Regions from separate parts of the Mus musculus genome. Here all the other regions are linked to region 3. A link is a contact called in public HiChIP or PLAC-seq and Micro-C data. All regions are on one chromosome and are shown on one strand. Each heading gives the region's core, a stretch centred on a gene start, on an enhancer-like site or on the middle of the called end of the contact. The rest is flanking DNA. Distances are from core to core; before and after follow the strand shown.

Evidence for each region. Hi-C and Micro-C count contacts between places; a contact is called where the count stands out from the background. HiChIP or PLAC-seq counts read pairs in DNA pulled down with a chosen protein or histone mark.
Region 1: a contact with region 3 is called in an H3K4me3 HiChIP or PLAC-seq map of pro-B cells, with 6 times the contacts expected there. The contact joins the promoter of Foxj3 here to the promoter of Hivep3 in region 3. A contact is called at or near these places in 1 of 39 promoter capture datasets (hippocampal neurons), 3 of 484 Hi-C or Micro-C datasets (cerebellum, embryonic stem cells and pre-B cells), 3 of 115 datasets of contacts at active chromatin or transcription factors (bone marrow-derived macrophages, microglia and pro-B cells) and 2 of 9 other capture datasets (liver and pancreatic islet).
Region 2: a contact with region 3 is called in an H3K4me3 HiChIP or PLAC-seq map of embryonic stem cells, with 10 read pairs. The contact joins the promoter of Rimkla here to the promoter of Hivep3 in region 3. A contact is called at or near these places in 1 of 15 datasets of contacts at CTCF or cohesin (large pre-B cells), 2 of 484 Hi-C or Micro-C datasets (cortical glia and embryonic stem cells), 2 of 115 datasets of contacts at active chromatin or transcription factors (CD8 T cells and embryonic stem cells) and 2 of 9 other capture datasets (embryonic stem cells and liver).
Region 4: a Micro-C map of embryonic stem cells shows a contact between it and region 3, with 2.0 times the contacts expected there. The contact joins the enhancer-like site here to the promoter of Hivep3 in region 3. A contact is called at or near these places in 2 of 39 promoter capture datasets (embryonic stem cells and stem cell-derived epiblast-like cells), 4 of 484 Hi-C or Micro-C datasets (the G1E-ER4 cell line, cerebellum and embryonic stem cells) and 1 of 115 datasets of contacts at active chromatin or transcription factors (embryonic stem cells).
Region 5: a contact with region 3 is called in an H3K27ac HiChIP or PLAC-seq map of large pre-B cells, with 4 times the contacts expected there. The contact joins the promoter of Ppcs here to the promoter of Hivep3 in region 3. A contact is called at or near these places in 3 of 39 promoter capture datasets (embryonic stem cells, liver and pre-B cells), 4 of 484 Hi-C or Micro-C datasets (the G1E-ER4 cell line, cerebellum and embryonic stem cells) and 5 of 115 datasets of contacts at active chromatin or transcription factors (bone marrow-derived macrophages, embryonic stem cells, large pre-B cells and 2 more).

The regions. Positions count from the first base shown.
Region 1 is chr4:119,537,132-119,541,737 of GRCm38.p6, forward strand. Foxj3 (forkhead box J3) reads left to right here and starts at 2,530. Exons shown (of 13, transcript NM_172699.3): 1 at 2,530-2,714. Frg2f1 (FSHD region gene 2 family member 1) reads right to left here and starts at 1,638. Exons shown (of 4, transcript NM_001004178.1): 1 at 1,477-1,638.
Region 2 is chr4:119,489,310-119,494,078 of GRCm38.p6, forward strand. Rimkla (ribosomal modification protein rimK-like family member A) reads right to left here and starts at 3,289. Exons shown (of 5, transcript NM_177572.4): 1 at 2,988-3,289. The coding sequence starts at 3,150.
Region 3 is chr4:119,812,975-119,817,912 of GRCm38.p6, forward strand. Hivep3 (human immunodeficiency virus type I enhancer binding protein 3) reads left to right here and starts at 1,704. Exons shown (of 9, transcript NM_010657.3): 1 at 1,704-1,816.
Region 4 is chr4:119,439,580-119,444,173 of GRCm38.p6, forward strand. Zmynd12 (zinc finger, MYND domain containing 12) reads left to right here. Exons shown (of 8, transcript NM_001014900.2): 4 at 2,170-2,339. Among named protein-coding and RNA genes, the nearest start is that of Zmynd12, 19 kb to the left of the region's middle. Within about 2 kb of position 3,057, at least 30 of the 459 cell types and tissues checked have an H3K27ac peak or open chromatin away from gene starts, as enhancers often do. A contact at or near this core is called in embryonic stem cells and stem cell-derived epiblast-like cells, where this site is marked.
Region 5 is chr4:119,421,092-119,425,891 of GRCm38.p6, forward strand. It overlaps Ppcs (phosphopantothenoylcysteine synthetase), which reads right to left and starts at 1,329. Exons shown (of 3, transcript NM_026494.4): 1 at 755-1,329; 2 at 489-592. The coding sequence starts at 1,262. It overlaps Zmynd12 (zinc finger, MYND domain containing 12), which reads left to right and starts at 1,593. Exons shown (of 8, transcript NM_001014900.2): 1 at 1,593-1,904. The coding sequence starts at 1,795.

The DNA.
Region 1 (4,606 bases), core at 1,280-3,779, 280 kb before region 3:
TGAAACTTCTCTTCCAGCCTCAAGATCTGCATCACAGGTGTGCCCTCCAATTCTGATTGTAGTTCATTCCAGATAAAGTTGACAACCAGGAATAGCCATTACAGAGGTAGCCAAAGTGGTTTAGAGCCAAGTCCCTGCTTGTCTTTGTACTTTATCTTCTGGCTGACTCTACTTAAGTGTCTCAGAGAGATTCCTGACTATGGTCTTTTATGATCCTGATCTCCAGGTCAAATCCTGGTGACTCCTGGCTTCAATTTACCCCTCCCACAAACGGAAACAGCTGTATCAGTCTCTCTCTCTCTGTTTTTTGAGACAGGGTTTCTCTGTGTAGCCCTGGCTGTCCTGTAGCTCACTCTGTAGACCAGACTGGCCTTGAACTCAGAAATCCGTCTGCCCCTGCCCCCCAAGTGCTGGGATTAAAGGCGTCTGCCACCACTGCTTGGCTTTGTACCCGTCTCTTTAAGAGCAGCACCCAGGCTGCTTTTTAGTATTCTGTCTCAAGCCTAGGTGGAGGAAGGTGAACTTTGAGATCTGAGAGGCTGGGAAGGCTAGTGTTAATTATGTTCAACTGAGGAGCCACTTGATTGACCAGCCAACCAGGTAATTCTAATTCTCTCTATGAATCTGCGGTAGTCTACCCTTCCCCAGGAAGACTGGCAAGGGGGGTGGTGGGGGTATCCTCTTTGGGACTATGTTCTCCTTGTCATGATGTTATGTAATCAGTTTACTTATGTCTCACTAGACTATGAGTTCTTTGTTTTTGAGACAGAGTCCATGTGGCCCAGGGTGGCCTCAAACTTATCATTCTCTTGCCACAGTTTTCTTAGAGCTGAAGTTATGAGCATGCATCTAGATGAATTATTTTTCTAACTATTTATTGTGGTGTGTGTGTGTACACGTGTATAGCGCACTTACCACAGCATGTGTGTGGAATTGGTTCTTTTCTACTTTACATGGATTCCAGGGATTAGGTTCTGGTTCCAGGCTTGTGGAGTAATCTCCTTTACCTGTTGGGCCATCTTGCTAGCCCCTAGACTGAGTGCTTAAAAATATAAAAGCCCGTGTCTTATTTTCCTGTGTGGTTCTGTCCTAATTTAGGTCATCACCTTGTCCCTGGGTAGTGCCCCCTCTGACTTCCTACCCTGTACTCTAAGCAGAGCATTCACTGTTTAAAGCTCTGGAGAGACTGTCAATAGCCCACAAGATACCCCTCTGTCCTTATCTTTTACCTCTCCCGACCCTCGCTACTTCTAACACTCACAGGGATGTTCTAACCACAATTACATCAAATCCCTTCACTTCTTTCAAACCTCTGATTCAAGTTGCCTTATTATTGTGGCTCACCCAGGCAGCTCTTTTTAAAAGGATTTTCCTTCTAGTGTTCCACACAGCTCTGTCCTGAGTGCTCCTCCCCAATCCCCCAAGGTATCATTCAATGTTTTCTAACATTATTACATAATTCATAATTTTTATCACCTTTCTGCCCATGAGGGAATGATACTTGCCCCTCCACCGGCCTTTTCTGTTCACTGATTAATCTGAAGCACTACAGTAGTGCCTGGTACAATGACTTTTTATGTCTTTGTTGGACAAATGAGTGGATAAACCTTTAGAATTCCCATTGCCAGGAGATGCTTGACAGATGAAAGTGTTCAATGCTCCATGAAGGAATGGAAGGATGGTTTCACACTGTCTTAGCTCAGCAAGGTTGCCAGGGTCAATTCTCTCAGACCTTTGCTTTCTCAATCAACCAAACTCACTGACATCCATCTAACCATCTAATGTCCAAATACTGAGCAACTGCTCTTCACTTGCTGTTCTTGAGGCTGCAGGGAAGAGTACGTGACTTAACGCGGCTTCTGCGCAGCAAATACCTACCAAGTGTAACAGGATAGCACAGATTGTCAACGCTAACAGTTCAGAGGTAGGACCAGGGAAGACCAAAGGGAAAGTCCAAAGTTTACCAGAAGTCTGAACAACCCTACTAAAGGCTCCACCTGTTGATAGTGAGGCCACGACCTGGCCAGCTAACTTGAGATGGAGAGGATGACGCGGCAGGGGTAATGACAAGATGACATGCCTGGGTAGGGAGGGGCCTCGAACCCGGGTTCTTGACATTCCGAAGGACGCGTGTCCCCAAGCAAGGTCCAAAGCGCCCCGGTGGCGGCCGGGAAAATCCGCGCTGGGTGCTTGACGGGGCCGCGCAGAGGCAGAGGCTGGAAGGCGGGGAGGTCACGAGGCGCATTCCTCAGGAGTTGGAATCCCGGGAGTGGGGCCGGGGCCGCCTCGGCCAGCCGCTGTCAAGTCCGAGGCGCAAACACTGCAAGGCGCTCCGCACCGCCCACCGCCGGTTCCCGCTGGCCGCAAGCAGGCAGAGCCGCGGGAGCTCAGAGGCACTACTTGTCCCCGCGGAGGGATCCCTCGCACATCGCGCAGCAACGACGGGGCGGGCCGTGGAGCCGAGGACGCCGGGCCGGGAGCGCTGAGACGTCGCGGGAGGCGGGGGTGGGAGGGAGCGGGTCGGGAAGTAGTTCCGGGTGCGCGGCCCCGGATGTTGGCTGCTCCCGCCGCCGCTGCCGCCGCCGCCGCCACTCTCGGCGCCGCTCCGGGCCTGGGCCGCTCTCTGAGGGCGCCGTTGGGACCTTTCGCGGGGAACGGAGACGCACGCAGCGGCCGGAGGCTCGGCCGGGCCGTCCCGGCCTGCGTAGCCTGAGGTGAGCACGCGTCGCCAGGGTCTCGTCGGGGCTGGGGCGGCGGGCGGGGAGGCGGGGCTGGGGCATCTCCCGGGACGCGGGCGGGGGCTGCCCTGGGCGAGCGGCGCTCGCCGTCCTCGGCGCACGCTCCCTGTGGCCGGCGGTGGGCGCCAGGCTGGGCCGGCCGGGTGGCGGCCCTCCCTCACCCGCGGCGCCACTCCTCAGCTGCCGCTGCCCCTCAGCCCGACGCCGCGCGCGCCCGCCCCTCCCCCAGGTGGGCCCGCGCTGCGGATGCCGGGGCCGCGGAGGACCGCGACAGTCGCGCCCTCGTCGCTCCGTGACCTGCACCTGGTCCGGGCTCGTCCTGTTCCCGGCGCGATGCGGCGTCCCCTCCTCGCCCTCCAGGCGCTATTCTGCCGGGAAGGCGGCCGCTGCCTTGTGGGTCGCGGGTGCCCTGCGGGGCTGAAATGGCTGGGGCGAGGGTCCCACCTTCTCTCCCATCCTGTCCCCGGGCCCTTCTCTGGCATTGGGGGAAAGGCAGCCTTCGCATGCGGACGTGTTGCTGCTGTCCTGCGTGTGTTGCATCCTGCCCACGTGGTAGTGCCCCGTCCCTCCCACTCCCTCCATTTTTTGCAGTTGGTTGAGATGTTTTTTGTTTTTTTTTTTTCCCCCGCCCTGCTTTACTCCCCTCCACCCCGTGATTTCTTCCGGGCAGCGTGGGGAAGGTGTTAAGGTCAGTTTGTTTTGCCGAGGATGACTTGTTTGATGGAAGAATCAAGAGTTGTACTCTTAGGAAATTGAGACTACTAGGGGATCGACCAGATCTTAGTTAATTGACATCTTTTCAGTACCAGTAGCTCTTGCTCTTCTCTACTGCTTAATTCTCCAGAGAGCAGGCGCTTGCAACTGATGTGTTGGTGTGTACGGTTTTCCTTTCTCTATTCTACTTTCTTGTGTCACTGTGGCCTAGTATTTTCTAGTCTGTGTTGATGCAGGGCTCAAGTTGTTGCTACATTTCTGAATGAGTCGTGTCGGGGCGCTCGAAACTGGTGGGCTTCTTTTCACCTTTCACTGTTTATTTGCCTTTAGTTTTTCCTTGTGTTTTGTACCCTAGTGAGAAAGCATGCATGTTCTATTGGGTGTAATATACGTAGATTTTTCTCTAGTAGAAGGACTAGGTAGTCCTGCTTGCTGCTTTTGCAGAAAGTTCTTTATTCCACATCTCTAAAATGCACTAGGTACTATTGGGCTCTGTTTTTTAACACTGTTTTGAAATACATGTCTCCCTCCCCATCTCCCTTTAAGCTCTTTCAGGTTAACATTTACATCTTTCTGTGTTTCGCTCTTGGGAGACCACAGATTGCTCTCTTTACAGTAGCAGTGACAGACGCCTTTCTTTTATTCTTTTTAAAATCATAGTATTTATGGAGAAAACGATAGCTGCTGCTTTATTTTTTTTCCAAGTGATCCCCATTTTTATGATAGGAAGGGCTATGTAGATGTGATTTCATTTTTGAGTGTTTTGTTTTAGGTGAACTTGAAGCTCTTCCCTGTTTGGTTTAATATTGGAATTGAGGTGGGCCGTGTTCTCTGTTGTGGGCTGCTAGGGAGTTTCTCATGCCTTTATTAGGTGTTTTGTGGATGAGGTCAAGATTGTTTATTTTGGCTTTCAGTTTGTTAGTTTGGGTGAAATAAAACTTACTGTTTTGAAGTCACTCTTTCGATGTGAAAATTTCCAATATTCTCCTGTTTTTCAAACTGAAGATTTCCCTTTTTTCATCTTAATTTTAGATAGTCTTAAGTAGACCAGGGTGTCCTTTTATTCAGTGTGGTGAGGGCTGGCCTTGAACTCTTGGTCTTGCCTTCACTTCCCAAGTACTGAAATTACAGACTGTGTTACTACTCTAACTGCC
Region 2 (4,769 bases), core at 2,039-4,538, 320 kb before region 3:
GTCTCCGATTATGACTTCATAACTCTCCCTTTTCCTAGAGTTGGTTAATAATTCTGACCGGAGGATGGTCAGAGATCTTAACTGTCATTAGTAAACCTGTCCTCACAGAAAAGCTCACCACAAACACATACACATCGAATCATGATCTCCCAAACACAGTCTCTATCTCCACAAAGGCCTTGTGCGCTTTACAGTACAAGCCTCATGCTTCAATCTAGGTAACGAACATTACCAAAGGCCTACTATGTACTGGGTATGGGAAAAAAAAAATCTTTTTTGGAGAATCCTAGATAGGGGAGGGGTCGGATACAGGCCTTGTACACAGATCAATTATAATAAACTTTCAATGGGTGCTACTCTGATGTTGTTTGGTAGCAGGTGGAAGATATCTCCATGGGGATAGAGAAGGGAGCTTAGGAATGACGCAGGAGATACCAGTGACTTGAGCTAGATTTGAGGGATGAATGGAATTCTACCATCTGGGGGGAACCAGATGGGGACCTCAGACTGATATTTCAGTGGAAGCCCAGGAGTCACAAGACAACAGTGAAGCCAATGTTGACTGGCGCGTGAAAAGACAGCAGGATCCACTGAGTACGGCTGTAACTCCCAGCTGGTGCTGTGTGCATAATGACCTCACTCACGTTTATGAGTATTAATAAGTAAGAAGAACGGAGCACAAGCCACGCGAGTTGGCGTGAGGACCTATTACTATGACTCCGTGATTACAGTTGTTACTATTAGTTACATGTGTTTTGGTCTTGGAATCACTTGTGTTTAGGGAAATAAACATTTACTGAACGATTAAACAACGTGCAGATTCTCAAAGGAACAAAATAAGGTAGATAAGACGTTAAGCCAGCAGAGTATAAAGGGGGACTTTCTATAGGACTGCTTTAGTAACCTGAGGGTCACTGCTCCAGCCCCAGCCCCAGCCCCATCCAAATTCAGGTTGGTTAGGGTAGATCTTCTAAGTTAAAATAACCATCACAGAGCCAGGTAAGTCGATTTCTGGGGGGTTGAGGCCAGCCTGGTCTACATAGGAAGTTCCAGGACAGCTAAGGCTATCCAGCGAGACCTGTCTCCAACAAACAAACAAACAAACACACACACACCAAAAAACCTGTCTTCAATTTCTCCATCCATCCATCAAGCATCTATATAGATTTTCTTGTAAATGACTAGTTTGTGAACACAGACATTTTCACACATGAGTTCTACTTAATTGCTTACGTGCTTCCTGAATCATTACGATTTAATTTTCACTTTTCTTACAATTGATTCTTTAACACGAAGTTTTATACATTCAGAGAGAACATCTTCAGAAGTGCTGATGTACACGTAAAGACTGACAAACAATAGGAAAATCTGACTACCGTCTCTCAAAAGGATGTTTTTACAAGCTGTAAAGAAAACAAGGAAACTCATCTTGGGAATGGACACAAGTATATATTAATGACCGGTTTTAGATCACCAAAATATAACTGATCATTCCACTTAAATATGGAACCCAAAGCTTTTCAAGCTTGGAGAATCTCAACTTAAATATGACATACATGATTCAAAGAGATGGGGGCAGGAGAGAGGGCTCAGTGGTTAGGAACACTGGCTGCTTTTCCAGAGGGCCCAGGTTGGAGCCTGCATGGTGGCTCACAACTATAGCTTCAGTTCCCAGAGGATATGATGCCCTCATCTGGCGTCTGAGGGTACTGCATGCACATGGTGTACAGACATACATGGAGACAAAACACCCATAGACATAAAATTAACCGTGAAAAGGCAAAACCAAACCAAACCCTAAAATCAAAGTCAAAGTGATTATCACAAAGCAAAGCCGAGACATTTGGCAACAAAAAAGCTGTAAGAAGAATCTAGTTCTTCAAATTCTCTGTTCAGAAATGGCGTTCACCGTTAACCAATCAGGAGGGTTTCAGCAACCCAAACTTAAAAAATGGTATTTTTACACTTAAGCACACCACTTGAAATGTGGAGTGTCTAATGCTTGCATATAACTACTCCCAAAGTATATGCATTTTGAACCTAGTAAGGTTTAACTACACCTACCGATGAACAATGTACAAAACTGAGCTATTTCACTTAGGGACACATACTCAAAACCTCACTTGTAAGTAGTCTGTTCAGGATGTGGAATCCCTACCCTTGCAGAAGGAACTCTACTCAACCAGTTAAAGATGACATATGGGTAACATTCCAAGAAGCATCCAAGACGGCCCAACCCTCCTCAGCCCTGGACCCCCTGAAATAGCTGGCTACCTCGGAGGGCTTACCGAGAACACAGACTGTAAGCCAGTGAATACGAGTTTCCAAAGTCATGGATAGCTTAGCAATACATAGCAGGCATGTATTGAAGATAATAAGAATAAACAGAACGCTTTGAATAGGCAGTCAGGGATAATAACCATTTCCCCCAACCTCCCACCTCAATTGCCCTGGACCCGGCACTGAAGGGACCAGTGAGGCCTGGAAGTACTTGGCTATTTTGGAATCTGAATTAAACATTCTTTGGGAGGAGGACAAATTAATGGAAACCATCAATCGTCTCCTCTCGCCCCTTCCCCTCCAGAGACGATCTCAATCTTTCTCAGCTGTCTCCCATAATTAGGCTCCCAGTTTGAGAATAGTGTTCTACCTAGGGCGTTCATCACTGGAGCATACATACCACTGGAAAAGTTTCCCAAACATCTGCCTAAGAGCAATTTTGTGAATTCTGGGTTGGTTCTTTTAATTTCGGGATCCAATCCGGCAGGCCACCTGTGCTCGGAGAATCTACAGTGTGAGGTTTGGTGCCTTTAGCTTCAGGTGAATGTGAATGCCCCATTAACTCATCTCCTAAATGAATTAAGCATCTTCTCTACTCTTGGCCTCAGGCTGCTGCAGAGGGGCTACCTCGGAGCCGGGCTCAAGGAGGAGAGCGGCCGGCTCACGGGACCCCGGTGCCCCTCCCTCCCTCCCCCGGCTGAGCTCACCTAGGTGGCCGCCGACGACGGTGACGGCGATCTGGTCCAGGAACACCGCCCGGAAACCCACGTCCTGCTCCGAGCAGCGCTGGCGGAGCGCGCGCAGGATCTGCACCTGCGGGTAGTCCTCGCGGATGAGCCGGTCGGTCAGCAGCCAGACCTGCGCGCACATGGCGACCGAAGCTGCGGCCGCTCGCCCGCGCGACCCCCTGGCGCGTCCCAGGCGAGCACCGCGGCTTTGCTTGCGCCGTGCGCCAGCCGCCTCTGCAGACCCGGCCGGCGAATGCTCCGGATCGCCTCGCGCCGACGCCGCCGCCGCCGCCTCCGCTGCCTCCTCCGCCGCCTCCGCCCAGCCAATCAGCACGTCGCGACGCCCGGGGAGGACCCGGCCCGGAGCCTGCGGAGCTGCGCAGCCTGCGGCGGCCGGGCGGGGCTGGGGCGACCCCGGGAACCGATGGGCCACTGGCTGGGTAGGCGCGGTGCTGCTCCCCCAGAGAAAAGTGCGAGTCTTGGTTGCACCACCAACCTCTTCCAAAGACAACTCCCAGCCTGGCAAGGTCACATGGCGGGGCTCTGCAGCTGGACTTGACCCTTAGAAGAGCGATCTGTCTGCCCCAATCCTGGCCTGCAGCCTGGCTGGGAGATGGAGGCAGTTGGGTCTTAGCAACCAGATACTTCATTTAGATAATTCGAAGATCCTTTTCCTTTTCTTACACCCCAGTTTGCACCAGCGCTTGACCATCATAACCCCAGTGTCATAAAAACAGGTTAAGACCCCCATATTGAGTTAGGGGAACCCCTAGGGCGCGTTTTTTCCTCCTAGTCCACACCCCACTTCCCCTCCGCCCTCCAACTCAGTCCTCTGTACATACTGTCCGTGGTCCTAGCCGTTTGCAAATTCTGCCCGCAAACAATAGCGTGAAACCTGGTATTCGGTTCTTGAAAATAAATTAATTATACATTTATTTATGTATGTATTTATGTATTTATTTATTTATGTATTTATTTATTTATTTATTTATTTATTTATTTATTTATTGTGCACAAGGTGAGCTGGTGGCCTGTTACCACAGCTTGATCGTGAAGATCAGAGGACAACTTTCAGGATCTGGTTCTCCTGAAACCCACCATGTGGATCAAAGTCAGGCTAGGCAGCAAGTGCTTTTACTCTCTGAGCCATCTCACAGCTCCTAGCTAGTCATTTCTAAATAACTATGGGGTTGACTTTAGCCAGTTGTGTTTCCAGCTCTTTAAAACATCTTTTTGAAATCATCATCGCCGCCGCCATCATCATCATCATTTTGGTTTTTTCAATATAGGGTTTCTCTGGGTAACCTTGTCTCCCTGTAGCCCTGCTTCCCTGTAGCCCTGTGTAGTTTCTGTCCTGGAACTCACTCTGTAAATGTGATGGTTTGTATATTCTCAGAGTGGCACCATCTGGAGGTGTGGCCTGGTTGGAATAGGTGTGTCACTGTGGGTGTGGGCTTAAGACCCTCATCCTAGTTGCCTGGAAGTCAGTCTTCCACTAGCAGCCTTTGGATGAAGATGTAGAACTCTCAGCTCTGCCTGCACCATACCTGCCTGGATACTGCCATGTTCCCACCTTGATGGTAATGGACGGAACCTCTGAGCCTGTAAGCCAGCCCCAATTAAATGTTGTTTTTTTATAAGACTTGCCTTGATCAAGGTGTCTGTTCACAGCAGTAAAACCCTAACTAAGACACCGGGTTAGTCTCAAATTCATTACAGAGATCTGCCTTTGGCTCCCCGAGTGCTGTGATTTAAGGTGTG
Region 3 (4,938 bases), core at 454-2,953:
AGCCAGGACGATGACACATGAAATATGATAATTTTCTCTAAAGAGTCTGGGAGGGGAGGGGGCTGGTTTTGGCTGGGAGGGTGAGGCAAACAGGGCTAGGTAAGAGAGAGCCAGGCATGGGTTTCAGTGGTCTGCCTGGCAGGACCAGAAGAGGAAATGAGAGCTGGGGCTAGAGCTGGAGGGACCTGTCCTAGAGTGGCCCTAGGCACAGAGTGATGGAGGAGCCTGCTGATGGTCAGGAGCAGGAGGCAGGTAGCATGCCCGGGATGATCCTCTGGGGCTCTTGGCTTGAAATAAGGCTCTTCCTTTCAAGTAAGAGTAAAGTTACTTTTTGTTTTTTCTCAGTGGTACCTCTTTAAAAGCTAAAACAAAACTGGATTAGATGCCATCTGGGTGGCTGAAGTAGTTGGCATGCACAGTTTAGGCTGGGGGTGGTTTATCTCCCTGCACTGTTGTTCAACCTTCATGCTCAACTTTGTTCCAACCTCCCCCCCCCAGACCCCGCCCCCCCCAAAAAAGTTAAAAACAGAACAATGACAGCAATGAAACCTTGCTAACAAAAATGTAAAGAGGAGCCAGATCAGAATAGTCAAATACCAAAGCCCAGGTGGCAGTTTCAATTTCCGATGTAAGTAGAAGAAAACCTGTCCTAGAACGGGAACTGGGGCTGAATCTCAAGGTGGATCAGAAATGGTGCCAGAACCATCCTGTGGGCTGGGAACACCTTTCAGTTCCCTGAGACTTGGGCAGGGCAGGGCAGGGCAGGGCAGGGCAGGGCAGGGCAGGGCGGGGCAGGGCAGGGCGGGGCGGGGCGGGGCGGGGCGGGGCGGGGCGGGGCAGGGCAGGGCAGGGAGGCATGCTCTGGGATTAAGCTGGAGGTGGAGGGTGAGCTTCAGTAGACACTTCACTGCCTTCAGCAGTGACACTCTGGCCCTTCAGGAGCAATAAGGGACCCCAGAGGGGTGACCCCTGTTTTGAAAAGTCTGCCGAGAGTCTGACCTATTAAACATGAATGTTTAGAAGTGTTCATGTGCAGTGCTATTCATCATTGGGAAGCCCATCATGCAACAAACATGTGCTTCGCATATATCCTGTATTTGCATATGTTTCTCCCACCATGTAATGTATTATCCATGTGTGCAGATATATGGATGTCAATGAACATTGTTACTGCCTGCTATTTGCCCTGTGTGGCAATAGGCCTGGTGCTGCCTGCCTTCTTTCAGTATTCCCAGCCATGCTATTCAAGTGATAATTGGTGTACTGTATCTTTAAAAGGTTAAAACCCCTTAAAAAAAAAAAAAAAAAAGGTCTGGACTCCTAGTGGAAAAGACAAGCGGGGCATGGGTTGGCTCTGGATTCAGAAAGCAGCTGCTGATTAGATTCTGTGTCTGCGGGCTGAATTTATTCCGTGTTTCCAGCAGGAATTCAAGAGGGATGCTTCTGTTTGGGTTTCTGATCGTGATTTATATTTATTCAGAGGAATAACAGAGGGTGGATCTGTTCCCGGCGCGAGCATGCTCACCACCAGCCGACTCTCCCATTATCCCCCTGCCTAGTTTGGTGCTCCAGTGTACATGAGTATTCCGTGTGCATATGTGTGTATACAAACACGCATGCACGCCTGGATGGACAGACATACGCACAGGTTATTTCTTAAGAGCAATTCCTTCAATAAGGTCTTTACCCCTTACTTGAAACAGGTGTTTATGAAAAAAAATGCACAATATCCCGACTGACCGGAATAATTGAAGAAGGGTGCTGGATCCGTGGGTCAGAGAACACACAGGACCAGCTTGCTACCCCAAGGCTGAAGGTAGGGGACTCTGGGTTTTTATTCCGCGGATGGATTCCTTGCGCTTTATTTTTCCCTGATTGTGTTTTCTCCCGCGGCCGCCACCGGGAAGTGCCACAGTGCTGGGATTCCATTTTGTCGCTGCCTTTCTCACGCCAGGTGTCTGGGTGGCGGGGCTGGCAGGGTGGCCACAGTGTGCGCGGTGGTCTGCGCGCTCGGCCTGGCTGGGGGAGCGCGAACCTCAAGTGACCCCCGCGCGTCAATCACTCGCAGCCGTGGCTGGGCTGTAACCCTGTGCGCGCCGCGCGCCCCCCGCGATAGCTCGGCTGCGTTGCGCTGCAGACCTGGCTCCTGGGCCAGGCTGCTGCTCTAGGAAGGGTCAGGCCCCAGAGATGTCTATTAAGTGCTTGGTAGAAGGATCATTTTGGTCTGATGCTGGGTGCCAGGACCGAAGGGAGAGATTTTTCTCCCTGCTCGCAATCCTGCCACCCCCTGAAAACGATTCCACGGGGGTGGGTGGGGGGTGAGGGGAGAATCACACCTTGTCAGTCCTCTCCCCAAAGCACACTACACCACACCAAACTGAAGTGGGAGTGGGGGTTGGGGGAATGTCTTGCCCTGTCACTAATAAAGCAGGTGCCCCTTCCTAGATGTCCCACATTTCACCATATTTTAAAATGGGAACACTGCTGGTGACAAACGGCCCCTGGGGAGGTGATGGGCAACCAGACTGGTGGCTGGGACAGAAGTAGTGGAGTAGAGGAACTCAGAGATCTGTATGGACTTCCTTGAAGCTGGCTGGTTTGGTTTATACTGCTTGTCAGGGTCAGGACCCTTTCTGTGGCTTGACCTGCCCTTGAACTTTGGGGACAATGTTTGCACAAGAGCCTGCTGGCTTAGAGGAGTGGTACTGTGGTCCTCTTTGTGCTTTGCATCTCAAAAGTTCTGGCAGCCTTTGGTTTTGCAAGGCGGTAGCCAGGTGCCCCGGAGATATCAGGCATGTTTTGATTTTTTTTTTTTTAACCCAGGCTTGCCTTCTGTTGTTGGGGTGGGGGTGGGGAGTGGAGGGATGGGAGAATGAGAACAAGGCATTTGTTGAACTAACCTCTACAGAAGTGTTCTCCAACCCATGTTTATGTAATTATGTAATCCCAACTAATGATCAGACCCAGTGCCCAAATACTAGCATCAGCCCTCTGCACTCAAGTTGGGTGCTTTTGTTGTTTATAATGTCTTTATGTAATTATGTGTGGGATGACAGCAGGAAGCATGTGGGGACAAGGAAGAATCATTTGAACAATTTGAGGGTCAAGAACACAGGCAAAGAGCAGGATTCTTGCTTGAGGACAGAGGTCTCAGAATTGGGTTGGTGTTGATCTCAAACTTTCCCACTGATTTCTGCCCAGGTGATGCTTGTCTGAACTTTGTGTTGTAATCTCACCCCTCTCTGTTCATGGAGAAGGATATAGCCACCTCTGCGGGGCCCTCAGGTTCCTAACTCAAGAGGATAAAGGACACTGGGTCTAGGGTAGCCACTTAGGTGCCTCCAGAGGAAGGGCCAAAGAAAAGTCTGTCCTGCTCGCTGTGGAGAGTTTTTCTCTGGGGTGGAGCGAGCCCCATGTTGGTGGATCTGCTTGAGTGCAGCCTTGGGAGCTGGATGCCCTTTCCATCCTTGCATTGCAATATTGGAGGTTTTACAAGGTAGGAGGATAGCTGTCCTGTGAGGAGCTCTGCAGGCAGGAGAGTTTAGTTCTCCCTTCCACCCAACTCTGTAAAGTACCCACAGTCCACAGAGCTCTTAATATAGAGACCGAGATCATGTTCCTTATCTGTTCCTCCTGGGGCTGGTGGGCAGGTTTGTTAAACTGGTGACTACATCTGACCTCCTAAGGCTAAAATTATTTTCTGGTCCTCAAGACTCTGGTACAGCAGTTGGCTGGTGGGGGCGGGGGTGATGGGAGCGTTGTTGCTTTAAAGGCTAACTGCTACTGTGCGCTCTGTAGATCAAGATGTACTCAATTGGCACTATTGTCAAGCTGTCTCCGCCCATTGTATTACAGCAGTGGCCACCCTCCTCAGAGTGCAGAAGTGTAAGCTGCTCTTGGACCCCTGCCAAATGAGCCAGGGAGGCATTTAGTGTGTGAAAGGTTCAGGCAAGAGGAGATACATTTAGTCTGAAGTCCTGGCAGATTCCAAGATTCAACTTGATGGAAGATAACATTAAGAAAGCTGTGTGACAACTAGATAGCTTTCAACTTGTCTTTCTTCCTGCTCAGCAAGTTCCTTGGTGTCTTTCAGGGTTTTATTTATTTATTTATTTATTTACTTATTCCCCTAGGCCCTGACAGACCGGTTTCCAGTCTACTACCCAGGGCACATTTTACCACTCCCTAACTGTACCAGGACAGGCAGGGCAGGGAACCTGGCTCCCTGAGCAAGCAGCTCTGCTCTTCGTCTGTAGCACTGGTGGAAGGACTAGAACTTTGAGAAGAGGATGAGATAGATCAGAAAGTACCCTGAGCTCTGCAGCTGGGAGGCATTGTAGGTGCCACCCAGTCTGGACTGCACAGCCGTGAGGTGTAAAGCAGAGAGACAGCCATCACCAGGCTGTGGGTGTGAACTTCACCCTGATTCTATTGTTGGTGCGAATTTCAGACCCTCTTTCAGGACTCAGCATTTAATTTAAAATTCTAAGCGCCTTGCTAAATGCACTTAGAAAATCTGGAGAAATCATTAAAGCTGGGCAAAAGGGTTAGGGAAGTTTTTTTAACCAAACATCAGTAATAATAAATATAATAAAGCTAGAAACAAGAGAAACTGAAAAATTATGTCTAAAGGCTATAAGAATCCAAAATGTGGACTTTTAAAATTAGTAGAAGCATATAAGCAACTTAATAAAATGTTATATATTTTGATGCATCTTTTGACCCGTGTATACCAAGAGCAGTTTAATGGATGTTTTTGTGCCCTGTTTAAGAAGGCAGATGGATCAGGAGCACAAACCAAATGAGTTGTTGTTGGTTTCTGTTTAGCATGGTGCTTGGAGAGAAAATGCAGCTATTTAAGAAAATAGCCTGACTACCAGAACCCCCTAAAGTTTCTGGATAGCCAGAGGCTTGCCAATCAAATCATAGTACAACTAT
Region 4 (4,594 bases), core at 1,807-4,306, 370 kb before region 3:
TGGGTTTGTATGTATAATGGGCTTCCAGAAGCTGAACCAGTCTTCTCCTCCAGTCTAAGTGTCCACCCCAAAGATGCCCTCCCCTCTGTGTGAGTGCTGTCCCCTCCCTCGAGGCTGACTCCTGCATGGATCTTGTCCTTAGACATTTGGTTCCGGCTCTCTGTACCAGGTCTTGTACTTCCTCACCCTGCTGAGGTCTGACACCCCATTCTAGACTGTGGGCAGAACGCCAGGCCAGAAAGTGCAGCCCAGACTCTGTGCACCCTGACACTGACTACAGGTCATTGAAAAAGTCATTTAAGCCAAAGTCCCAGCGTCGACCACCTGCCCGCTAACTGCTCTCCCCATGTCCTCGAGGCTGTCTTCAATCTCACCTCCACCGAGCAATGCGATCCCACTGCAGGTCCACTTTCCTACACAGTCCGAGGCCTCCAATGGCATCTCTCTCCTGCTGTTTTCTTTCTTCCACTTAAGATACCTTCTTTCAAGTCCTGGAGGAGACTCTTTCTTCCTTTCCACCTAATTAATTCCTTGTTGTCTCTCAGGTCTCAGATCAAGGTTTCTCGTCTTTGGTCTGGAAGCCTTTCCCTATCTCCAAAGTCTAGGTTGTGTTTTTTGGTTTTTAACCTTAATTAATTTTATTTATGTGTATGTATTCACAGGCATATGTGCCATGGCCCTCATGTGGAGGTCAGAGGGAGTCGGTTCTCTTCTCTCACAGTGTAGGTCCCAGTGATAGAACTCAGGCTGTCTGGCTTTGGGCATGTCATGGTTTTTTACCTGCTGAGCTGTCTCTCTAACTCTGCATCTCTTTTTAAGTCACTCACTCAGAAACTTCTCCCTCTTGTCCTGGTTTTCCTGATGCCCTGCTCACTTCGTTGCTAGTTATAGATATAGTCTGGCTCTCTGAACCCGAAGCCTGTGGTGCCCTTTCCCTAGAATGCCTTTTCCTTCAGGAACGATGTTTGTTTAGATGCAGTTGCAGCTCGGCCTTGAGACCTTCTTCTTTAGCATTGCCTCCGTGAGAAGAACCAGACAGAGAAAAATGAAGTATGTATATGTTGCTTGTGCACAGGACGTCAGTTTCCAGCAACCTTGTTAGATGTCTCATAACTTCCTGTAGTTACAGAGAATTTGACATCATATTTCTGTCCTCTCCAAGAACAGTATGCATGTGCACTTACCCGACCCCCACATACACATAATCAAAATAAAATAGATCTTTGTAAAGCTTTGGTACAAACCTAGCCTGATGGCGCACACCCTTATTTCCCAGCACGGAGGAGCCAGAGGCAGGAGGATCCCTGTGAGTTCAAGGTCATTCTGGTAGACATAGAGGTCAAGACCAGAGCTACAGAGACTCTGTCTAAAGCAAAGCAAAACAAAAAGCTACCCAAATAAATACATCAATAAAAGTTAACATCCCAGTGTATCTCTCTCTTCCCTGCTCTCTCTGCATTGTATATATCTGTAGAAAGAGAGAATTCACAATCTATAAGTTCATCCTTTTAAGGTACAATGTAATATATTCAGAAGGTTATATATTCAAAAGGTTGTATACTCACCACTATTCAATTCCAGAACGCTCCCCCAGCTTTAAAACTCCATATAGTTGTTCGTCGTTGCCCTTTGTTAAACACCCTCACCTCTTCCTCTCTCTGATACGCCCCCACCACTACTAAGTCCCTTCTCTCTATGTGTGCCTGTTCTGGACATTTCACATAAATGGAGTCTGACAATATGTGGCTTTGGGGGTCTGGCTTCACATAGCATGCTGTTTTCAAGCTGTCCTCTCTGTAGCATATATACAGGCAATATTCTTTTTATGACTAATCACAGTTCACTCATGAGCATCAGTTAAGGATGGATTGCTATGAACGTTCACGAGCAACTTTGGGCACTAATAAAAATTTGTATCAATGAATAAACCAATGTATGATAACCCATATGTCATTATATACTCTTTAGTTAAAATATGAATTATAATTTATTTATTTATTTATTTATTTATTTATTTATTTATGGGTTTTTGAGATAGGGTATCTCTACAGAGCCTGAGCTGTACTGGAACTCCAGGAAATCCTCCTGCCTCTGCTTCCCGAGTGCTGGAATTAAAGGCGTGCACCACCATACCTGGCTTATACCTCTTTTACAACTGACTTTTGGCAGGTCTGGGCCGGATAGTGCAGGCTGAAGAATATCTATCCCAAGCCCAATGGACAGTCCTCAAGTCAACTGACTGTAGTAACGCCACCCACTCTTTACTGCATCGGAACCTGGGCCTTCTCTACATAGCCAAGAAAAACCTCGATGAAGCCCGGTACCATCTGGCTAATGATGTGAGCAAGCTCACTTAAAATACCTGGGTATTTCCAAGAACGGCTCTGCTTAGTGTTTCTCTTGGCTGAGTGTTTCTCTAACACTGCTTATGCTGGCCATTTTGGGAGCAGCAGCAAGAACTCAGCCTTTCTACTTCCTAGCTATGCAAATGTGGCCAGGCCCCACCCCACCTTCCCCACCCAGATGTCTGAGGCTAATCTGGAGAGACAGAACTGCACAGTGCTAAGGGAAGAAGGGTTGTGCTTCTGCTTCCAGCAATGCTAGTTCTGTGACAAATTATTTAACCTTTCTCATCACATGTTAAGACACAAATCATAAACCGGTCCCAACCACATCAGCACATTGCAGAGATTAATAATAGATGTTTGTACACACTGGACTTTGTGGCTATTTGTTAAAATAATATTAACGTTTCTTCTTCAGAGTGTAGTTATTAAATTTAAATGAGCCAGATCTATAGGAAAGCACTTACAATCTATAAACCCGTACAAATGTGAGATACGGGAGTCAGATGAGCTGTTTTTCTCCAGTTCAGGAGTTCCTAGTCAAATTTTGGGGCTGGAAAATAGTACCAGATAGAGTTCCTGTCCCTGACCCGGATTAGGCTGGGTCATATTGCACTCCCATGGGCCCTTTCTACGCTCTACGCTCACCTTTCCTCCAGGCAGCCTTCCCTCCCTCTGGCTGCCTGCCTCTGTGCTCGCCTTAGACTCTTCCCCGTTCCTCAAGGCCATCTTGTGTGCAGCTCTCTGCCCTGGAAGGCTGCCCTCTGTGGCTGTCCTGGACGCCATCGCACCATCACTGTCTGGCTTTGCTAGGGACTGAAGAGTGTTGCTAGGGACTGAAGAGTGGGAGGCACAGCAGGAGGGTGGAGTTACAGTGGGGGAGGGGGTGGGTCTGGTGGAGCAGTCAGCTTTCCTTTCTGGATACAGCTCCTGTCTAGTGGCCCTAGCTCCAGCTCTGGCTGGTCTCCATTACCCATGCCATCTCCTCTGGTTTTCTGAGGTACAGGGGTGCCATTGCTGTTCTTGGTGCTCTGTTGGCCCTCTTGCTTTTGTGACTTCCATATCTCCAGTTACTCTTCCATTAAGTGACTTCAGGCAGCCCTATGTCATCTGTTTTTGTCCAAGCCCTTAACCAAGACTTTTTTTTTTTTTTTTTTAAAGAGAGAGGGTCTTATTATATAGTTAAGGCTGTCCTGGAATTTGATACGTTGACCAGGTTGGCCTTGAACTCAGAGATCTGCCTGCCTCTGCCTCCTGGATGCTAGGCTTAAAGGTGTGTGCCACCATGCCTGGCAAGTTTTCTTCATTTATGTTTGCCTCTACCCCCCACATCCTTCAGTTAATTAAGTAGAGGCAGGCATATTCTGTCTTGTGCTGATCACACAATTAGGAATTAGATCAAAACCTCAAAACCATGTTTCCTGAGTGTACACACACACACACACACACACACACACACTTGTTGTTTGCTTTCTTTTTGAACAGGGTCTCACTATGTATCCTAGCTGACCTCAAACTCATGGAAATCCGCCTGCTTCTGCCTTCCACGTGCTGAGATTAAAGGTGCATGCCACACTGTCTCGAGATACCCTTTTTGAGACAAGGTCTTATTATATTCCAGGTTGATCTTGAACTCAGCATCATCCTGCTTCAGCTCCTGAGTGCTGGAATTACAGATATTCCCTATCACACCTACATGTCTTCCCCCTTCTTTAACACACACTTCACTGATACAAATTACAAAATCACTCATTTTCATGTAAGTTTTAGTACAGAGCTACACAACCAGGAGCACATTTCCATCACTCAGAGAAGCCCCTCATTTCCATTTGCAGTCATTTCCACTCAAATCCCAACCCCAGGCAGCTGGTCTCTGTCTACATAGATCGATCTCCCTCCCTCCCTCCCTCCCTCCCTCCCTCCCTCCCTCCCTCCCTCCCTCCCTCCCTCCTTCCTTCTCTTTCTTTCCTTTCTTCCTCCTCCTCCTCCTTCTTTTGAGATAGAATTTTTGGTGTAACCCTGGCTGTCCTGAAACTCACTCTGTAGACCAGACTGGCCTTGAACTCCCACAGCTCTGCCTGCCTCTGCTTCCTGAGGGCTGGGATTAAAGTTGTGTGCCACCAGCACAGGCATGCTCTCTTCACAGAGGGAGAATTGCAGGCAGAGTCTAGAGTCTGTCTGACTGTGCTCACCTGCATAGTGCTTGTAGTCCATCCATCCTGAGCCACAGCTCATGTCTTCTGTTGTCA
Region 5 (4,800 bases), core at 79-2,578, 390 kb before region 3:
CTTCCACCTTTGTGTCTCCAGGCTCCACAGGATAAAGTTCAAGGGTCTTAAGGAATACAAAGGTTGTGTATACCAAGAGGCAAGATGCCTCTTCAGCCTTACCAAAGCACTTTGGTTCACAGAACATTACCCAGTTGCAAACTCCAACTTGTAACTCCACTTAGAATAACCTTCCCCACTTGATCAGGCCCTCTGTCCATCTTTTGATGAGTCATCTCCATCACCCTGACACCCCCGTCTCACTACCCCGGGGATCTGACTGCACTTTGTACATACCTCCACTACAGCATTTATCATTCTGATCTGTGATTATGGCTGGTGTCCAGGCCCTCGCTAGACTGTGAGATCCTTGAGGGCAGTGTCTTATTCATCTCTGTATTCCCAGTGCCTAGCTCATACAGAAGGCTGAAAGGCCATCCAGATCAAGAGGAAAGTAACCCAAGATTGGTTAGAGGGGGTCAGATCTCTGGAAGAGAAGAGCCCATCACCTGCAGTGGGCCACCAGATGAGTGGATCTTGTGTTCAGGCATTTCGGAGACAGGAATATAGAAATCTGACACTGCCGCGGCCAGGTAAAACATCGCAGAAGAGCCTGTGAAGATAAACGGAGTATAAGAAATCGGGGAAGGGCATGGAATCTTTTCTTTAACTCGGGTTCCTTGGCTGTGGGGTAGGCAGCAAGCAATAGGGAAAAGAGGCTAGGGAGAACGGCTCTACAGCCAGGAAAACCTTTGGATTTCCTTGGAACATTCACCTAATGGACTGAGAGCCAGGGCAGCAGCCTGCAGCAGATGCAGATAATCCGCCAAAGTGGTAAACTCTACAGCCAGAAAGGTGCCGGCAGCGGCTGCCTCTTGGTAGCTCTGCAATGCTGCAGCAAAGCCCGGGAGCGCATTCTCTTCGGCCTCCAGACTCAGCTTGCCCGACTGGGCTGGGCCAGAAGGCCGAAGGGCTGACAGCCAGGCCTGGGGCGGGAAGCGGTGGGCATAGGGGAAGGCCGAGCGCGCTCGGTACAAGAACAGGACTCCATAGCCGGCAGCCAGGAAGACCTCCGCCGACGCGGCTCCGCGTCGCCCGCTACTGAAGTTGTCCAGAAAGCGCACGGCTCGCGCTTCCAGGGGGACCTTGGTGCCTCCAGATGTGATCAGCACCACCCGCCGGCCCTGCTCGCCCAGCCTGGCCGCAAAGCGAGCCATAACCTCGGCCCAGCGCGCAGCACCCGCAGGACGCGGCAACTCAGCCACCAGGTCCATTTCCGCCATCTGCACTGTAGTCACCCCACGGTAGAACCACAGCGCCCGGGCACGCCGGGCCGCTGGCGCCACGCCCCCTTCCGGATACCTGGGCTGCGCGCAGCCGCAAATAGTGACTATGGTCATTCCCTTTCCTATGTCCGCCAGTAGGTCCTGATCTCGCTAAGGCTCGAAATGCTTGCCTGTTCTGGGAAAGCCCGTCGGGAAGCGTCTAGAGGAAGAACGTATCTAGAAAATCCAGAAAAATTATGCTTCCTGTGGATTTCCTAGTTTGGAAAACGAAATGGTTGTTTTTGACCTATACCGGCCACCGTATAGTTCTCCCCAGGCTCGGGCTACATGGCAGTCAAGTTCTGGCTATTTAACCTTTGAGATTTAGAGTTTGTGCTCTCCCCTCCCCAATTGTCGCAGTCAGTCCCGCCCCTCCCCCTTGCCCTTGAAATCCCGACGTCCGGGCTGGCCCGTGGTTGTCACGTGACACCTCAGCCTTGCGGATGCTAGCCAGGCAACCGTCCTGGAGACCGACGCCGCCGGCCGCACCATGAACGTGATCTACCCGCTGGCGGTGCCCAAGGGGCGCCGGCTCTCCTGTGAGGTGTGCGAAGCCCCGGCCGAGCGGATGTGCACGGCCTGTACAGTCACTTATTACTGGTAGGCCCTGGAACATGGTGCCTGGTGCCTCTGCTCCCTCCCTGTCTCCCAACACGGGTCTGGCCTCGTGTGTCTGTCCTTTGTGGCCTTTCCTGCCAGGGACCCCACAAGTCCAGAGCAGGCTTGAAGACGCGTGTCTAAGACTTCTGTGGCTTCCTCTGCGTCTTCTCCGGCTCTGCTGGGTTTTTTGCCTGATGTTTTGCGGGGCTCCTACTGTTACTGTGTTGCAAACCCTTCCTGGTGCTGAACATAATGGGGCCATTTCTGTAGATCTCTCCTCTCAAAGCTCAAGGAGAACTCTGAAGACAGAGAAGTAGACAAATGATAATTTCAGGGAGAAATGGCAAGTCAAAGGAAATGGGAGGAGAAATTGGGCAGACAGCTTCTCTCAGAGTAGACGATTGGTCTGAAGTTAAGGAGCTAAAGAGCCGGTGTTCTTGCCCTACAAAGGCACAGGTAGGGTTCTTAAGTAGGGAAGACGTGTTCTTCAGGACTAGAAGAAAGACTATTGGCCAGTGCACAGCTAAGGGAGTTTGAATGTAGGAGAGGTAGTAATTCAAGATGCGAGGGGTTTAAATGTATTCGCATTAACACCATCCCCATCCTTTTTTATAAGAGAGTTTCATGTAGTTGGTCTCAAACTCACTATGTAAGCTAAGAATTGAACTTTTGAACATCGTACCCACACCCCTCAAGGGCCGGAGTTGCAAGTATGTGTTGCCATGCCTGGTTTGTGTAGTACTAGAGAGAGAACTCAAGGCACCGTGCATACTAGACAAACTACCAACTAAGTCACATCCCCTGCCCTAGACTCTATTTTGGGCCTCACAAAACTAGGATACTGACCTTCCAAACTTAACTCATAGCCAAATGACTTGTGTGTGTGTGTGGTTTTTTTAAAGCCTTATTTTTCATTTTACATGCTAAGTTCTGTCACTCCTGAGCCCTGAGACTTCTGAGGAGGGTAACATGGTGACTGGGGCAGTATCTAAAAAAGGTTTCTTTGAAATAAGATTTGAGTATTGAGAGGCCAGTACGGGCTTGCTATGTGAAGACACAGAAGAAGGGTGGGCCGTTCCAGCCATACAGCACTGGTTTGGTTAAAGAGTGAAAGACCTTGGCTGAAACCTAAATGGGAAAGAAAGCTGCGTGAGTCCCAGCCAGTGATTTCCACACAGGGATTCGGTGAATAACTCACAACCTGCATTTATACTGCATAAATAATATGTATTTGTAAGATGCATTTCTTCCTGCAGGCAGCAGCAGTGTGGGACAGGGGAGGGTCACGATGGCAGGCAGCAGCAGTGTGGGACAGGGGAAGGCAGACCCTGCCTTCTCGTTAGATCACAGGATCCTCCCCTTCTCAGACTGTTCCAGGTGCCCTTCCTCCATGTCCTACGTGATACAGCCGTCCTCATTCTTGGCAAGTGAGCATGGGCTGGAGTTCAGCATCCCAGTGCTCAGTAAAACAGCCTGACATTTTTGTGGAATTTCTTCTATTTTCTTCTGTATATTTATGGTATAAACTATGAATTGTGAATATGTTCCAAGGTGATAGATCTTTTAAAAACAGGACATTTATTTATTTAATTGTATTGGTGTGTGTGAGAGAGAGAGAGAGAGAGAGAGAGAGAGAGAGAGAGAGCACAGATCAAAGGACAGCTTTCAGGAGTGAGTTCTCTGTAGCCCAGGCTTTACCACCTTTTTGTTCCCAGAAATAGCGACTCAGACTGAATTATCTTTAGCTTTGTTCCCCAACCATCATGTATCCCAAAAATCCTATTCATTCATCCTATGAGTGCCACATGGCAAGTTACCTCTTCTTCAGTTTGATGCTTCTGTCTCCATCAGCATTCCTGGGCGAATCTCCTTCTCGCTCCTGACTATCCCAAAAATCCTCTATCTGTATCAGAACTTTTACCTCCCTATTTCCTGCCTCAGCTCATAGGCCAAAAGCCTTTTATTGAAGATTTCACACATTGCACAAAAGATTCCCTCTACAGTTCTCTGCTTCAGCATGCAGGTTCGAGCCCAGATCATAAGACTTGCTGGGAAGAAATCTTGCTGGCCTGGAATAAAACATTGTTAAGAAGGATAATTTTATGAAAGTACATATAGAAACATTAGTAGTATATCAGAGAGCTCTTGGTTTATAGTACAGTAGATCATAGCATATAGATAACAGTAATTTGTGATATTTTCCCTTTAATTGAATGTTTGTGATACAAACTTAAAGGCCTTCGCTGGCCAGCAGGGAGAAAATGTCAAGTGGTATTTGATGATAAGAAGCAGTAGGAAACTGGGTGTGGTGGTTCATGCTTGCAATTCTAGCACATGGGAGGCAAAGGCAGGAAGATCACTGTAAATTCAGGGATGGCCTGGGCTAATAGTTCAAGGCAAGCCTGGGCTACAGCGTGAATAGTTTCAGAAAGAAAGGGAAGGAAGGAGAAAGGGAGGGAGGAAATGAAAGGAAGAAGGAAGGAAGGAAGAAGAAAGAGAAGCTTTAGTGGATGGTAGAATGGATGCCTTGCATAAGGGCATCCAGATGGAGGTTAATAAACCCTGATGATGCTTGAATAAAACATGTCGGCCTCATAAACAGCTTAACTGTGCTCCCAGCTCCTCCTTTATATCCTGGCCTGGGGTGAATGTATGGGTGAGACAGCTCAATATTGATGGCACCCAGAAATGTATGAAGAAAGCTGTTTATTTAAAAAGGCAAGCTATGTCAGTTACTGTCAGTGGAACAAAGGTCAGGAAGTTGGATACATTATTTATTACCTTTTCCACCGTTCCCAGTGACTCAGCCTGTCTGTCCCTCTGCTGTGGAATGTGACTGCTTCTGAATCCCAGTGAAGTGTTTTTGTTACTCTGTTTTCAGTAATTCTCTAAGATA